Linked DNA regions of Mus musculus: region 1 is linked to region 2. Evidence: chromatin contacts called from public Hi-C data. All regions are on one chromosome and are shown on one strand. Each heading gives the region's core, a stretch centred on a gene start, on an enhancer-like site or on the middle of the called end of the contact. The rest is flanking DNA. Distances are from core to core; before and after follow the strand shown. Region 1 overlaps Scn3a (sodium channel, voltage-gated, type III, alpha). Region 2 has its middle 26 kb from the start of Gm34739.

Evidence for each region. Hi-C and Micro-C count contacts between places; a contact is called where the count stands out from the background.
Region 1: a Hi-C map of myocytes shows a contact between it and region 2, with 1.7 times the contacts expected there. The contact joins two enhancer-like sites. A contact is called at or near these places in 1 of 39 promoter capture datasets (pre-B cells), 3 of 484 Hi-C or Micro-C datasets (LSK cells, myocytes and nephron progenitors), 1 of 115 datasets of contacts at active chromatin or transcription factors (embryonic stem cells) and 3 of 9 other capture datasets (adipose tissue, liver and pancreatic islet).

What each region holds. Positions count from the first base shown.
Region 1 is chr2:65,525,900-65,531,719 of GRCm38.p6, reverse strand. Scn3a (sodium channel, voltage-gated, type III, alpha) reads left to right here. Exons shown (of 27, transcript NM_001355167.1): 3 at 798-916; 4 at 2,241-2,330; 5 at 5,095-5,223. Among named protein-coding and RNA genes, the nearest start is that of Gm34833, 25 kb to the left of the region's middle. Within about 2 kb of position 2,344, at least 17 of the 459 cell types and tissues checked have an H3K27ac peak or open chromatin away from gene starts, as enhancers often do. A contact at or near this core is called in myocytes, where this site is marked.
Region 2 is chr2:65,438,306-65,444,046 of GRCm38.p6, reverse strand. No RefSeq gene overlaps it. Among named protein-coding and RNA genes, the nearest start is that of Gm34739, 26 kb to the right of the region's middle. Within about 2 kb of position 2,761, at least 59 of the 459 cell types and tissues checked have an H3K27ac peak or open chromatin away from gene starts, as enhancers often do. A contact at or near this core is called in myocytes, where this site is marked.

The DNA.
Region 1 (5,820 bases), core at 1,095-3,594, 88 kb before region 2:
CTGAGTGGGACTGACAAGTGGATTAAATGGCTGGAACAGAGATGACTCTAGTGGTAAAAAATAAAGGATGATCCATCCTGGGTTTCTTGAGAGGTAGTCATGGGTCTGCATAGCTTAAATGCTAAGATGATGTTGTATGTTTCAGATTATGACCTTTAACTGTGGCTTGGTCTTTGAAGTCATATATTTAAAATTAATTTTCAACGCAGCTGTCTTTTCTCAGTACAAGCTATGAAGTGGATCATTCTTAAAACACAAAATCTGGTTCGATAACTTATTTCAATGTCTTAGATCAATTCAGCTGCTACAAAAATGATGGGAGGCTACCACAAGCTAGGGTTAGAAGGTTTGAAGTTATTAATTTCAATAAATTCTGTAATTAAATAATGATACTGATAAAAGATTATTTTAACACTTATATATACTGAATGATCTGAAAAGTTACCAAAGCTGGAGACAGATGGTAAGCCTCAAATAGAAATGAACCTTGTAAAGTTCTTTAATTTGAGTTTTGAAAATGTGTAAGACTATCAGTTTGTATGTATCAACACGTTTGGGGGCTAAGAGATAGATAAGGTAGCAGCCCAGTGGGCCTTTGTGTGTCTGTATGTGTAGGGGAGAAACGCTTAGTCTGTGTCTAGTAAACAAGATATTGGTTATGTTCCAACTGGCCTAAATGAACACATTTGTACAAAAAAAGTCAGGTAAAAGTTCTCGATGTGTGTTATAAATGCTTCAAATAAGCCTGCATGTCTAATTTGGTAATCTCTCTCTCTCTCTCATGTTTTCTTTTTCAGACTTTTGTAGTGTTGAATAAAGGGAAGGCAATTTTTCGATTCAGTGCCACCTCCGCCTTGTATATTTTAACTCCACTAAACCCCGTTAGGAAAATTGCTATTAAGATTTTGGTACACTCATATCCTTTTCATGTGAAAGTGCCATTTCTAACAGTTGGTTTTCAATGAAATGCCCTTCTCATGCTTTTTATATTTATAAAATTTCTTTACAGCAAATGGTAACACTGTTAGTTTAAGCTATTGATTTCCATTGGCCTTCTGCTGTTTATGAAGTATACAGAGTTTACCATAAAATTATTAGTTCTAGAAGCAAATATGAAATATGTTAGCAAGTTTGTCAATGAACTAACCATACTATAATGACAGAAATAAGAGCAAATCCTCTTTCCATTTCTCATCCTCAATGAAATAATTTACTATTGCTGAAGAAGTCTAGCCTACTACAGTTATTATAGTGTGTTATGCTATATGGTATATATAGTCGGTGTCACTATATGTACTACCAAATACTCCGACACTCATACCTTAATTGGCTATCCATCCTCGGCAAATTTACTCCCCTTTTTCCTCCTCCTCCTCTCCCACCTTCCCCCATGTCCTCCATTTTTTTCTTGTTCTCTTCCCTCTTTTCTTTTTTCCTCCTGGAAACATTCACAAAACAGCTATGTGTCTCTGTACTTGGATAATAATATATCAAAAAGTCAACAACCTTAAAATTCTTTATGGGTCTGTGATGTGACTCAGTGGTACAAAACTAGCCCAGCATGTTCAAGGGGACAAGTTTTGTTCCCAGTATGGCATATACAGGTGCAAACTATCATAGTACAACATTCATGTTATGGGAAGAATAAGCATAGATTGCAGTAGACCCTGGAGTAATGACAAAATACCTTTAAAATAGTGTTCAGTAGTACACATTTTCTATAGTCTACCTTACAGGCTTATATAAAGTAAAATACATTATCTTGTGGACACAGGAAACAGGAGATAATTCTTTGAAATCCATATGAACTCTCTCATTCTCAGGCTTGATATTAGAAGGTGTTTATATTTTAAAATAAAAGTATTTGTCACATGAACTTCTGTGCAGTGAAATCTGTATTGAAACATCAAAAACAATATCCCTACCAGAACAGCTAATGATACTACCTTGTTAGCGCAAAACATCCCCTTCAGAGAGTGCTATAAACCATCAAGAACTGAGTGACATCACTGTGAGGCTGCTTTCTGTATCTATTTACAAGAGAATTCCTAAGCAGTTCCTAATCTTTTAGAGAGAATACTGGGCCTTAAGGGAGGCTTTGAATTTTCTTATTAACCATGGTCTGAACCCAGCCACGTAAGATTAATTTCACAGTTAAATTGTGCTTCTGAATCTTTTGTGTTGGATAGTTCTTAGGCGTCTAAAAATGAATTGACATTTATTCCTTAACTACAACCTACTTTATTCAGCATGCTTATCATGTGCACTATTTTGACCAACTGTGTATTTATGACATTGAGCAATCCTCCTGACTGGACGAAGAATGTAGAGTAAGTAGGAATACGTTCTTGGAATGAAACACACACCCTCAGATTCTCTGGCAATCTGTTTGTGGTAACGGTCTGACTTGTGGCTTCCTTTTTTTTTTTTTTTTTTTTTTTTGAAGTCACGCTAAAGACTTCTGTCTTTATTCTGTAGTTCTGAGAATGGCATGAAAGCAAACAACATCAATTTTATTTTCAGCACTTTCAGAGATTGCCATAAAGATCATAAAGATTTTCTGTCCCACTGGAAGCCACCCTTTGCCAACAACATCGCTTAGAATATTTGAAAATACTTTCTACCAGATGTTATTGTCATAGTGAATCCTGTTCTTGGATTGAGGCAGCTCTTTCAGCTGAAATACCAGGTGCCATTCATGACTTACAGTTAACAAAATTGAAACACCTATAAATGTTGACTCTTTATGAACTTTTTCAATAAGACTAAATGAGGCATTTGGGCACCTATAAATTTCATTTAATTTTAATAACATAATATGAAAAGCTAGGTAAATGGGATATTTGAATATGAATCTTTTTATTTTATTTTAGTGTGTGTGTGTGAATGTTTTGCCTACATGTATGTCTATACAACATGCAGTGCTCACAGAGGCTAAAAGAGGATGTTAAGTACCCTGGACTGGAGTACAGAATGCAGTCTGGGTCCCTTGAGAGACCAGCCATCTGTTTAGTCCTGAAAGTCTTTTTTTTTTTTTAAGGGAAAAGTGGTATCTTTGAGATATTACACACACTATTAAAACAGTTTGAGTGTTACAAGAGTTTTTAGCTTGCACATTTCAGTAAGTGTCTTAGTCAAGGTTTCTATTTCTGCACAAACATCATGACCAAGAAGCAAGTTGGGGAGGAAAGGGTTTATTCAGCTTACACTTCCACACTGCTGTTCATCACCAAGGAAGTCAGGACTGGAACTCAAGCAGGTCAGGAAGCAGGAGCTGATGCAGAGGGGTGTTTCTTACTGGCTTGCTTCCCCTGGCTTGCTCAGCCTGTTCTCTTATAGAACTAAGACTACCAGCCCAAGGATGGCATCACCCACAAGGGGGCCTTTCCACCTTGATCACTAATTGAGAAAATGCCCCACAGCTGGATCTCATGGAGGCACTTCCCCAGCTGAAGCTCCTGTCTCTGTGATAACCCCAGCCGTGTCACGTTGACACACAACCACCCAGTACAGTAAAGTAGCTGTACAACTTTTCTAACCAGCAACATTTGGTAGGTTTTTTTTTTTACATTGTAGTAGGAGACAAGCACCATCATGGTTGTCACTGCAAATAAATAAATTAAATTTAACAAGAGAAGCCAAACAAACAAATCACCATGGAATCTAAGAAAAAGAGACGACTGTAGGGTAACTCAGCTCTAAGATGAAAACAGGTCACTTCACATAGTTCACAGACATCCAAACTGAAATACAAGCACACGCAAGCCTCACGTGGTAAGATGCTTCTCTTCTTAAGGCTCAGCTACTTCCTAAGTATTGGTTGTACTTTCTGCCCCTGTAACCTATGGAGCTGGGTGAGGGTGGGGGGTGCAGAGAGACTATGCTTGAGAAAGTAAATACACTGATTTCTGTAACTACTTCTTCTTTCCTCCTTATAAGGGAACGTCGCACACAAAAGCATTTCACACACACTGATCTTAACACTTCACACATACAAAGCAATGATAGACTATAAAACACAATGAGTTGCCATAAGACAATCAAATGTTTCTATGGCTTAGATGACATACGCTGAAAAATAAACTCAAATTGTGCTTTTAAAGGATGTAGTGTTTAAAAACAAGTACTCTCTGCTATTTCTGGAAGGAACAGAAATAACTTAAGCTGTCATCACTCAGAGAAATGGGCTAGAACGCACAACGATAGACCACAAACTCAAAAGCTCTTTGCCCCCTTGAAGGCTAAAGTTGGATTTCAACCAAATTTAAATACAAAATTAAATTGAAGAATTTAGTGTATCTGTAATATGAGGATTGCAGGCAAATATGGACCTGAGATCCTTAAAAACTGATATATTTTATGTGATCATAAACGTATATGTGAAGGAGACACAGAGACAGATAGGAGGCACTTTTATAATTCTGTGCCTGACTCTTAAGAATAAGAAATAAAATTGATTCCCAATCCACTATAATAGTCTTAAATGAGCTTAGCCTTTGAAAACCTGAATAGGAATAATTAAATACAAATAAGTAAACGCACATTATGTGGCCTCTCAAAGAAGACACCAACTATGTGGTTACTGAAAGTTAAAACTTGGCTAATTCTATTTTATTGGCTACTAGCAGTGAGAACTCTGCCCTTATGGGCACAAAATATGGGAAACTATTCTTCTTTTTAGGTACATCTTTATTAATTCTTTGAGAATTTCACAGAGTGTATTTTGGTCACATCTACTCTCCCCAACAACTCCAAGAATCTATTGTTCTAAAATGTAAGCAGTTTTACAACAGTTTTGAAGAACACATGTATGACAAATGTATTATTTTCTCTTGTTTAATACTTCACTCACACTAATAAGAATAATCAAAGACTCTTAGGTAAGTACTAATACTTACAAAATTTACTGCATTGTGTAAAGCTAAAAAAACAAAAAAACAAAAAAACAAAAACAAAAACAAAAACCCTCAAAAACCAAAAACCAGAACAACAGCATTAACAACAACAAAAAGAGCTAGCGTTTGCCATGCTCACAAAATCAGCTCTTTAACCTCTTGTCTCTAGTTGCTAACTTGGCTTGGGAACTTTGCCTAGGTACACATTCACTGGGATCTATACCTTTGAGTCACTTATAAAGATCTTGGCCAGAGGATTCTGCTTAGAAGATTTCACATTTCTTCGTGACCCATGGAACTGGCTGGATTTCAGTGTCATCGTGATGGCGTGAGTAAAAATTTTTTTTTAAAGTCTGGAAAATTCAAAGGAATAAAAAAATTTACTGTATAAATCAATTTAAGACATGTTTTGAATACAGAGCTTTCTTGTTAATCAGGTCAACTCTATGCCATACACAGTATGATAATATGAATTAGACTATTAAAAGATAGATATATCTAGCAAATCAGCAACATATGGAATTATTTTATTGTCCCTTAGTCTTTGAGCAATAAATGGAGTTACTTTATAGTCCACCATCTTTTTCTTCATCAAAATCAAGTTACTTATTAACTACAATTTAATAGAAACTATGGTGCCATGATACATTTTGCAAACAATCACTGCGTAAATGAAAATTACATTGAAATACAGCTCTATTTTTTTTTTCCCTTAAAGGCAACTTTCATCCTTTGGCATCCTGAGCTTTAAATCAATTTGTTTATGTATCTCAAGGGGCTTTTGATGCCAATCCAGCATTAGTCACTTAAAATGAACTTTGCCAAAACTATCAGTAACTCTGATTTAATCCTACAGGTATGTAACAGAATTTGTAAGCCTAGGCAATGTTTCAGCTCTTCGAACTTTCAGAGTCTTGCGAGCTCT
Region 2 (5,741 bases), core at 1,512-4,011:
TTTTGGTCATGATGTTTGTGCAGGAATAGAAACCCTCACTAGGACAAGTGTCCTGTGCACCGTACGTTTAATTTTTCACTCCTATTTTATTTAAATCTGTGCCAGATATAGCCACCAAAAAATTTGTTTCATGAATTTAACCACTGATTTTTTTCTTTCAATATTTACCCCCATTTGAAATGTGAAATTAATTGTGCCACAAAATGGCGAGTACAGGAAGAGCCTTCAGCGGTATGTGCCACCTGAGGAAAGTGGTTAGTGTCTGAGTTGCAAAGGCAGCCAGCTGCACTTGCCACAGAACAGCATTTTACTTGAAAGCACTGACAGACAAGGCAGGCTTACTCAGACTCTGGAACTTGACAGGTGATGTCGTGAAAGTGAATGAAGCAAGGTGTCACTTCAAGGGGAAGAGATGACACTATTTTTTTTTTTTTAACTAATGATAAAACTCAAACCTTAAAGCAAAAATAAAAATTCTAGATGCTCGTATTTGCTTCCTTGAGCTTGACGGCTTCCCAGTCAACTTTTTTTTTCCTTCACAAATCCAGAGATGATACTGGCAAAGGTGGGTGTGGTATTGCATAGTAAAATGTATCATTCTTGGAAAATCTGAAGAAATCACTGAAACGGTCTGCCTGTTGACCAGTGCAAGACTGTATTTTTTTAGGAGAAAAAGAAATCCCCTGTGACTCATGAAGCTTTTCAGTTGCTGAGCAAAGGAAATGGGGCTGGAATATGCCTTTAACCACAGCATGTGGACAGCTGAAGCCGAACATCCTAAGTCAGTGCGAGTGTGAGCTAGATTGTAGGTTTAAGGCCAACAAGATGCCTCAAGAACAAATTGCAATTGTTTTTTCAATAGGTTGTACAGGTGATGGCGAAATCAAAGTTTGACAATGAAGACAGCTTTCAGTGAGCTCACACTTGCCACATCTTTGGGTAGCTACAAAGAAAAATATTGGCAGGTGTCCGGAAGACTATGAAATTTTCTCCCTCTTCTCCCCGTTCTTCGTAAGCTTCAACCAAATCAATATCTTGATAGAATAAAAGGAGATGCAGGAATGCAGCTCTTTCCTATTAAATCATGCACTGAAGAGATGATGTGAGAATGGGCAACAGCTTTTCTTAACACATTTTCTTTCTTTTAAAATGTGGGGTTCTTTGTTAGACACCTGCAACACTACCTAGTAGTTTTCTTATTTTAAATTAACTCGATAAATGTACTAATTTTAATTTTTCTGAGTTTTAATATCTGACCAAGCAAACAGCAATAAATGTAAACACAACCACACAGGAGTTCTTGAAATTTTATTTTTTAAAAATATAGCGGAATCCTGAAAAACCCTTTACAATTGCTGAGGAATAAAATATCAGTCTACATGGTCCATGTGCACAGACTTGATGTATATACTTTATGAGGTAAGATATCATATGGTCCACCAATGTACACATATACATAGACACATACATATATGTTTTATATTATACATATGTAATGTACAAGCATGTCAATAGCCAGAAGAAAACACACAAACAATCTTCTACGGACATCGTGAATGACATCACATGCATACTCAGTGTCCTGTGGCCCACTGGTTGTCTATTAGAGAAATTATTGCAATAATGCTTCTCTTCTCCCTTCAAAATTCATACATAAATGACAACCTCTTCATACCAAGTGTATAAAGACATCTTCATTTACATTGACAAAAGAAATATTCCCAGTATTACACCATGGAGTTATTTCCAAATGTTATCGCAGAATTGTTTTATTTTACAGTGTGTTCTGTATCCACTAAGCAAGAGAGCTAAATAATGAATCCCTGCTCTCACCTTGAGCGGACAGCGCTCAGAGCATTCCTGTTAGCTCCTGGCTGGAAAGTGGATTTAATTCCTTGAGGGGCACTTAATATTCTATAACAAGATCTGAGGAAATGTTACAATCATATTATTGCATGAGGACGTACAGTAAGTCTACAATTAGTAGGATACATGGGGAAACTCAAGACCGAAGCGGAGATCTGAGGGGAGGAAAGGCACTAATTTTCTATTATGCTTGAATTCATCTTTAGAAAATTTTCTAAACAATTTTTATCTGAAGCGTCCCTGGAACTGAGCCTTCATGTGAATGCTGTTGCTAACTACAATCTATTTTTAGCTAGAATTGCAGATAACCCCTTTGTTCTGTTTACAACCCACACACTCGGGAAACATTCCGTCTTTTCCTTGCACAAACATTTGTTGCTGCAGGGGTCAGGGAAGAGACTCACTTTGTGGTTACCAGAAGCAAAGCATGACTCACTTGGACAAGGCCCCGAATTTTATCAAGACAAGGTTGCCATGGCAAGGGACCCAGTGTCTAGCTGTGTGAATCTGAGAACACTCTTCACACTTGGAGTGTATACAGCTCCATCAATACAAACTGAGGGATTTTAGTTAAAGACGGCTAGCTCCCTTATCTGAGAATATACAAGAAATTCTCTCCAATCACATTTTTTTTTTCCTGGATGAATAAAGAGTATCAGCTTTTACCCCAGAGAATTTAAAGGGAAATAAACTTGATTGTGGAGGACCAGAAAAATGTTCAGAAGGAAACTGAACCAAAAGCACAGAATGTATACTTGTCATAAGAAGGAGGCTATGGTGCCATGTCGTTAGCCTCCTGAGTTCTCAGGCAACATCGGGGTTCACTCTTGCTCCTGTGCATCCTAAGGCTTTAGACAGCTGCAACGCCCACGCCCCCATGGGAACCCTGTGCAGCTCTGACAGCCCTCTGTGCTCAGCCTAACCATTCTTCCCACCACTGAGCCTTTTAGCAGCACTATCCTTTTGTCTTCTCCAGACACATTTCAGATTTACATGTTTCAGTACATGGTTACCATTCAAAGTTCTCGCTTCGTCTATTTTTTTTAACATGAGGGAACTTCCCAACCATATATTGTTTCGGATATGTCTTTTCTATCTCCCTCCACGTTCCCATATAATATTCTCATTGTATACCCATGCTTCATTTTCATACTTCCGCATATATCCTGGCCTGGCCATTTGCTCTTTTTTTTTTTTTTTTCTAATGAAGTAAGGTTGCAGTTCATTAAGAAGATGTTTTAATAGAATTTAAGAATTTGTGTTAAGGGAAACAGAGAGATGTGCTTAAGACTCCCCCACCCCCACCCCCCACCCCCCCACCCCCCCGCTGAGTGCGGTTGGGCAAGCCTTTAATCCCAGCACTCAGGAGGCAGAGGCAGGCAGATTTCTGAGTTCGAGGCCAGCCTGGTTTACAGAGTGAGTTCCAGGACAGCCAGGGCTACACAGAGAAACCCTGTCTCGGGGGGGAAAAAAAAAGATTTTTTTTCCTTAGCTGGGGTTTTCTTATTTTTTTTTCTTTGAATTTTGATAGTTTTTACTGCAACGTTCTCAAGCTCATGGAATCTGCAGCTCCATGCAGTCCACCAATATGCTCTCCAAAGGCTTTTACATTCGATAAGATGCCTCCCCCTCCCCCACACCAGTATCTTTTCTATTCTATTTCAAAAAGTCTATGTCTCTAATTACATTACCCTGGTGTCCTTCTGTGTGTCTATTTTTTCCAATAAAGCTGCTGGCATAAGTGTTCTTAGTTAAACTTACTACTATGATGATAGCGTAAGTGTTCTTAGAGTTACTAGTGCGATGATTGCATAGGTGTTCTTAGTTAAAGTTACTACTGTGATGATTGCATAGATGTACTTAGTTAAAGTTACTAGTGTGATGATGTCCTGCATATCTACCTCTGCTTCTTGGGCTGTTCCTTCGGTCTCTTCACACTGGGTTGATTATTTATTTTAATTTCCAGTACTTGACCTTGAAATTTTTTGTTGTTGTTGAAGGACAGACATAGTTGGCTGAATATGAGGACGGACAAACTGGCCTTCAGTAATGAACTAATGAGGCTGGGGGTGGGGTAGAGGCAAGAGGCATTTGGATTGTGGTCAACACCCTTCAGGCTCCAGTCATGCAGAATAGTGAGAAGAACACTGGTGTTGAATCAGGCCTCAGCCTTTCTGTAAGACCTATGTTTGCTTAGATTGTATACTTCATAATTTCCAATCTTCCCCCTCAGGTGGAACAGAGTGGTTCAAGGGGATGCAATCGGTAATTCCTTTTTCTATATGAAGACTTAAAGGTGGCTCAAGTTAGTTAAGCACTTCTGTTCTCCCCCATCCCACGCAAAAACAAAAAACAAACAAACAAAAACAACAACAACAACAAAAAACCAAACAAACAAAAAACAAACAAAAACCCCCAAAACAATAAACAACAAGCAAAACCAAACAAAACCTCCAGACAAAAATCTCTGAAGTAAGATGTAGAGTCCTGTGGGGTTTATGCCCAGTGGTGGAATAGCTGGATCCTGTGGTAGATCTCTTTCCAGCTTTTTGAGTTGCCCTCCACGCTGATTTCCATAGTAGCTGTGCCAGTCTGCACTCTCACCAGCAATGAGGGGAATGCTCCATTTTCCTCACAGCCACACTAGCAAATGCTAGCACACTGGTGTGTGTGTGTGTGTGTGTGTGTGTGTGTGTGTGTGTGTGTGTGTGTGTGTGCTTGTTTGTTTCTTATCCATTCTGATTGGGATAAGATGAAATCTCAAAGGCATTTCAAGCTGTATTTCCCAGATGGGTAAAGATGTTAGACATCTGAAATAATATTTCTCAGCCATTTGTCTTTTATCTTTTTGAGAATGCTCTGTTTAGTTCTGTGCCCTAGATTTTAAATTTGGGTTGTTTATTCTCTTGATCTTTTTGGTTTTTTTTGTAGGGTTTTGTTTTGTTTTGTTTTTCATATTCCAGACACAGAAACCTCTGTGAGATGTGTATCTGGTAAAGATTTCACTCCCGTGCAGTAGGCTACCCCTTCACTCAAATGATGGTGTCCTTTACTGTACAGATGCTTGTTATTTTCACGTGGTCAAATGTGTCATTGACTAGCATGAATGTCTGGGCTACCCGGGTCCTGTAGGGATGCTTGCTGTTTCCAGTTCATTTGCTGCTCCATTCACAATGGGAAGGAAATGGAGAAGTCTAGATGTCTGTCAGCTGATGGAATGGAATGAACATGTGGTACATTTACACAATGTCATCTTTTAGCTCCTTTTTTTAAAAAATGAAGTTCTCAGGTCAGTGAATGGATCCAAAAAATCCAAAACTGCTTGTTCTCTCCCCAAATGCAGAGAGTCACTGTGAATCATTAGATATGTGAGCTTCATTTGGGATACTCATTGGACACTGGTGAGGGCCCACTGTGGGAGAAAGAGACTCTGCCCATGGGAGAGAAAGAAAATACAGTGTGGTATAAAGGAGGAAAAAGAAAAATGAATAAAGAAGGATGAAATGGGGTGGGGCTGGGAGGCCAGGGTAAAGGAGGATAACTGACAGGTCCTTCAAAAATGCCATCTGATGTCACAGAAGACACAGCCCTGCAGGTAAGAGCACTGGCTCTCTTCCAGAGGCCTGGGTTAGATTCCCAGCACCCATATGGCAGGTAACTGGTTAATCTGAGACTTTCAAGGAGAAAGACCAAACCTACAATTGTCTAATTGTTTTATTTTGGAGGTGCACCAGGACTGGTCAATCAGGCTGTCCCACCCTAAGTTGAGATTTTTAAAGAGCAGCTCCTGTCAGAGCCTCTTGAGGTCTCTTTTGTAGGAGATTTAAAGTGTTCACAGAGGTGAGAGAGGTGGCTGTTATCCATTGTCAGATAGA